Regions from separate parts of the Mus musculus genome. Here region 1 is linked to region 2. A link is a contact called in public Hi-C data. All regions are on one chromosome and are shown on one strand. Each heading gives the region's core, a stretch centred on a gene start, on an enhancer-like site or on the middle of the called end of the contact. The rest is flanking DNA. Distances are from core to core; before and after follow the strand shown. Region 1 holds the start of Cpxm2 (carboxypeptidase X 2 (M14 family)). Region 2 overlaps Cpxm2 (carboxypeptidase X 2 (M14 family)).

Region 1 (2,700 bases), core at 144-2,643, 76 kb before region 2:
GCCCTGTGTCAGCTACAGTTTTCTCTCGCAATACCCTTCCACCTAGGAGTTCTAAAACTGCAATCCAAAGGTCGGCTGGGTGGTCTGATAGCAACAGTGAGGACATAGGAGTGAGGCAAAAAGTCACAGCTGAGCTGGCTAACATCTGACATTGGGGGCCTCAGGCCTGTGATTCCCCTCTAAATGCAGAGGCCTTAGCCCAATGCCCAGGTTCATCTCAGAGGCATTCTTGGGTCATATCCCAGGCCCTCAGGGACAGACTGACAGACTTAAGGACTAGTTGTCTTTGTGGCTGGCAGACACTGTGGCCCCTTGGAGGCAACTCTACTGGATCTTTAGAACTTATGAATTAAATGTACAGAGTAGACTGATGACAGTTGGGACCAATTCTGGATCATCTCAGAGCCTCTTAAATGTGGAGTATATTCTCCGCTAGATGGAGATAGAAAAAAATAGGGGTGATTTGAAGGTACAGTTTGGATTTGACCTGTGAATTCTGACTCTGAGATGCAGGGCACCCGAGGCAGCCCCTAGAAAGCACAGCAAGCAAGCTGCAAAACAGTCACTGCCAGGACCTGACTTTAGCGATTCATTGAGTGGCTATGAAAGCTACCCCCAACCCCAGCTCTCACCACAAATGAGTCCCTCAGCCACCACTACACGCACCTTGGTGCTGCTGCCTCTGACATTTAACCTGTGAGTCAGCGAGTCTCTTGTTTTAAACCTGTCTCAATGTGTTAGAGGAGCCATAGAATACTGGTGCAGAGCCCAGAGAGAAGCTAGGGCCACTGGCTTCTTTCCACTCCACTAAGAAAAAAAACTACGGCATGATGGGTAAAGATGGAAGGCACTTTATCAAAGGGAAGGTGACACCAGGGTTCTCCAGAGAAGCCTGGATTCCTGGAAGAGACAAATGCCCTCTTGTGACTTGTGAGATAGTAGTCTTCGGCTGGCTCTATTCTCTCCTACAGAGCCACACTCTGGACGGTAGGCAGCAGGGGTTCCCAGGCCCTTAGGCCCTGCTCCCAGGGAACTTCCTCCAGGGAATCCGGGATTCCTCCACGGTCTGGGGCAAAACGACTGGAGGGCAGCCTGCTGGTTATTACCTTAGCCAGTCTTAATCAGATTTGTTCTGCAAAATGAAGGAATGGAAGACACAGCCCTATAGTTCTCTCCACGATCACCATGCCTTACCTCTGCAGAAGGGGTGCCCAGGAGGACAAAATATCGGCCTCCTAGAAATGCAAGGAAGGCTGGTGACAGTCTTCTAGTGGCCTTCAACACCTGCTGGAGAGGCCCTGGGCGGGTAGGAGGGAGGGTGGGTCGGCCGGCGCCTAGCCTCTCCTGGGCGCGCCCCTGCCCGCCCCACTCCGGCCCAGCCCCGCCCGTCCGGCCTGTCCCACCCACCATCTGCACCCGCTGCAGCGCCCGCGCCCCTGTCCCGCGCCGTAGTCGTCATTTGTAGCCCGCCTGCCGCTCCCGGGGACCCGATCCTACCCTGGGTGCGGGGCAGAGCGGGCATGGCCCGTCTGGGGACCGCCTGCCCTGCGCTGGCGCTGGCCCTGGCACTTGTGGCGGTGGCCCTGGCTGGAGTCAGAGCCCAGGGCGCAGCCTTCGAGGAGCCTGACTATTACAGCCAGGAGCTCTGGCGGCGCGGGCGCTATTATGGGCATCCGGAGCCTGAGCCGGAGCCGGAGCTCTTCTCGCCTTCAATGCATGAAGACCTTAGGGTGGAGGAGCAGGAACAGCAGGAGCCGCACCAGCAGGGCCACAGAACTCCCAAGAAGGCCATCAAGCCCAAGAAGGCTCCCAAGAGGGAGAAGTTAGTTGCAGAGACGCCTCCACCAGGTAACTTTTGCATCGGGCAGCCCGAGGGGGCGCCAGCGATCGTGGCACTCCAGGGGACACCTGGCTTCCAGTATGTTTTCTTGAGTGAGCCCAGCCAAAGTCCTGTGGTGCCTGTGTTATTCCCTAGAGACTACATCTGAGCTAAGTTCAGCTTTCTCTCCCTGCCCCCTCAGGCAGAAACAGAATGGAGCTCTTTGGGAAGCTGCCTGGGGAGCGGCCCGGTGTCCCAATGCTCGCTGGCACAGCCTAAGGAGGCATCTGTTGCTTCTTCCTGCTCTGCTTATGTATTCAATCTTTAGAAGTGTTTTTTTCAGACCGATTTTATCAATGGGCATGTGACCGGCCGGTGTCACTTGGCAGATGGCCTTGGCAAGATTCAGTCAGTGACCTTTATTCAGACAGTGCCCTTCTCAGCTCCCTCCACCCCAGTCAGTGGGGCCCTTAAATCCACTATGCACAGAATGGCACAGTCCCAGCTGCAGACTTTGGATCACTCTTGGTCCCTGTAGCAGCCAAGATTCTGCCTTCTTGGAAAGGGCAGACTACAGGAGCCCTGGAAAGCTCTGAGTGCCTGGCAGCCTGGGATGCTCTACCCATCCCTTGGGCCAATCTCAAATCCATCCTCACTTTCTTCTAGTCCAGCCTGTATCCCAAACCTGTGAAGAGGGCTTTCTCTTAACTGTTTCAGATAGTGATTGCTCAGTGCAGGAGCTGTGTTCCCACTATTTCAATCACAGGAAGCCAGCAGGACAGTGACCAAATTCTATGGCCTTTGCGTTTCTTTGCCTGAAAGGAATCACGTGCCAGGTCACAGAGCTCTGGACTCAGAAGTGGCTTTCATTTGGTTAGACG
Region 2 (2,700 bases), core at 22-2,521:
TGGGGAACCATGGAGTTGTGCAGGCAGACATGGTGCTGGAGGAGCTGAGAGTTCTACATCTTGATCCTCGGGCAGCAGCAGAGAGGTGACTTAAGCTTCTGAGACCTCAAAGCCCACCCCCACAGTGACACACTTCCTCCAAGGCCACACCTCTTAATAATGAGTTATGGGAGCCATTCCTACTCAAACCAGCACATATTTCAACGGAAGTACTTTTGAGATGTAGTCTCTGGTCTGGTTTTCAAGTTAGCACACTGCAGCTGGGGACCCTTGCAGCTGTAATTCACGAGAGCCCCAGCTTTTCTAGCCACCTTGCACAATTAGCTTCAGTGTGTGGCTTTTGCTACTCTCAAATTCAGATTCTCAAGTGCTATTTCCAGTGTAGCATCCAGCATCTTATCCACTGACTGCAGCCCCCTCCTTCTACCTTCTGGCTTATTCTTACATCGACAGTCCTGTTTGCACTAGCAAAAGAGAGCCAGCTGCTCTTCTACCTATGAAACTCACTGCTGGTCTACTTCCTTGTAATAGCCTGAGATATAGAGTTTTTGTTTTTGTTTTTGTTTTTGTTTTTTTGTTTTTTTGTTGTTTTTTTTTTTTTGCCGTCATGATAGGCTGAGAGATACAGGGCTTCCTGGGGCAGAGTACAGGGGTGATGTCTTCCTTTTACCTTCATTCCCAGCATGCATAAGTACTGCTTGATAGGACCCCAAGGAATGAGTGAATTGCTGGCTGTCTTGCCTTTGAGAATGAAGATCTTAAAAAGCCTCCTCTTTCCCTTGAGCATCAATAGATATTTGAAGGAAACAGTGAGAAGGAGATTCCTGTGCTCAATGAGCTGCCAGTCCCCATGGTGGCCCGCTACATTCGCATAAACCCTCAGTCCTGGTTTGATAACGGGAGCATCTGCATGAGGATGGAGATCTTGGGCTGCCCACTGCCGGGTGAGTTTGCCCCCTGCACTTCCTGCAAAGCTGTTTCCTAATGAGAGGCAGCTGCCTCCCAAAGATAAATCAAAATAAGCTGAGCCACCACCGTTTCCCCGTATCCACTGTTAACCTACAGGTTATTCAAAAAAGAAAAGGAAAACAACTTTTCATAATCCCAATTTGGAAACATGAATGTTGGTGGCACTGAGTGTCTTGCCAAGTGTGGTTTTTTGCCTGTTGTAATTTTAAGATGATGTTTATGTATGTCAAGGTTGACGAATCACTCGGGGCTGTCTCTCAGAAGTGAGAAAAAAAAAGCATCTAGCTGTCAGCTAGGAATGTAACTTAGTGGGGAAGGATATGCAAATGTTCAGTTCTCAGCGCTATAGGAAATGTTTGCCCTCAAGACATGTAGCTGTTCTCAGCATGCTTACTGCATTGAGTGCAGAGGTAGGGCAGGAGGTGGAAGAAACTTGACCATGAACATTTGAGAGGCTGTCTGGGGCACTTCCCTTGGATGCCTGTCTTCACTGAATGCTTGCTAGCTCCTTCTATTCTTATGGCCTGATAGTCATGTGATGTGGCATTTGGGTCTAACTTCTGCATACAAGTGGGAATTCCCATGCACCTTCTAATGCTGCCAGTGTCTGCTTCCGAAAGGTTCGATAGGCTGGCTTTTCAGAAGGTATTGGCTTATGTCACTGTAGACCCATGAGAAGGGCTTCTTCCTCCTCACCAGACAGCGCTAGGAAAGCAGCTGGCCCCAAACCTACTACCCCTTAGCATCTGTCAGAGCCTGCAGGAATGTCACATTCTTGTCTTCCCCCAGCCAAGGTTATCAGGAGCAGGACCAGAAGCATGGTTCACCTCACCCAGATTTCTCCCGAGTCTACTCACTCTCAGCCTCATAGAATAAGCTGGAGCATCATGGGCTGTGGGTCCCCAGGCCTGCTCAGCACTGCCAAGGACAAGTCCACCACCAGCTCTGCTGCTGTTTCGGTAGTCACCCCAGCTCTGCCACGAGCTTCCTTTGCTGTGCTTTCAAAGCATGTTTAATGTCACATGACTGTTTCTCTTGCAGTCCTGTAATATGCATAAGCTGGCTTTGCCAACTGTAGGTTTTTAGATCATGTACCCACCATGGCTGAGAAAGTCAGCTCTGTCTGTCCACATAATGACTCTCATAGCAGACACACACACATACACACACACAAATTTGTGATTTACACGTGTTTGTACTTACTAGCTTGCAATTTTCTTTTCATATCACAAAATTATTGGGACCTGTCCTGGTTATCTTTGACAGCCAATCAGAGCCACCAGAAAAGAGTGTTCACTTTGAGGTTACCCAGGTGAAGTTGGCCTGTTTTCTTGCTTGTTAACTGATGTAGGAGGGCCTTGCCCACTGTGGGCAGCACCATTCCCTAAGCTGCATAAGAAAGCTAACTAAGCACTCTCTTCCTCCAAAGAGTGAGGAAACATGCTACAGCCCTACATCTAGCCTGCTGCTATACAGAGATGTCTGGGCTCATGGTGCTTAGGATATGAATGGTATACCTTGGAGAGCTAAGATAGCATTCTAGGAAGGGGAGGAGCTATGTCTAACAAATCTTGGTCAGCATCTGTAAGGAGGATCTGTCTTCTTTCCTCCCATCCAGGACCCTTGCTTAGCACTCCCCCACTTTTTTCTGCAAAAGGTGGGGCCATGGCTTTCCTCTGTGGGCAAGAATTCAGGTGTCATTAGGAAAAGGTACAGGGCACCTTGTGTGAG

What was found. A called contact is a pair of places that touch in the nucleus more often than the background predicts.
Region 1: a contact with region 2 is called in a Hi-C map of cortical neurons, with 2.2 times the contacts expected there. The contact joins the promoter of Cpxm2 here to the enhancer-like site in region 2. A contact is called at or near these places in 1 of 39 promoter capture datasets (hippocampal neurons), 3 of 484 Hi-C or Micro-C datasets (cerebral cortex and cortical neurons) and 2 of 9 other capture datasets (liver and pancreatic islet).

Annotation. Positions count from the first base shown.
Region 1 is chr7:132,153,434-132,156,133 of GRCm38.p6, reverse strand. Cpxm2 (carboxypeptidase X 2 (M14 family)) reads left to right here and starts at 1,393. Exons shown (of 14, transcript NM_018867.5): 1 at 1,393-1,848. The coding sequence starts at 1,521.
Region 2 is chr7:132,077,017-132,079,716 of GRCm38.p6, reverse strand. Cpxm2 (carboxypeptidase X 2 (M14 family)) reads left to right here. Exons shown (of 14, transcript NM_018867.5): 6 at 794-944. Among named protein-coding and RNA genes, the nearest start is that of Cpxm2, 76 kb to the left of the region's middle. Within about 2 kb of position 1,271, at least 2 of the 459 cell types and tissues checked have an H3K27ac peak or open chromatin away from gene starts, as enhancers often do. A contact at or near this core is called in cortical neurons, where this site is marked.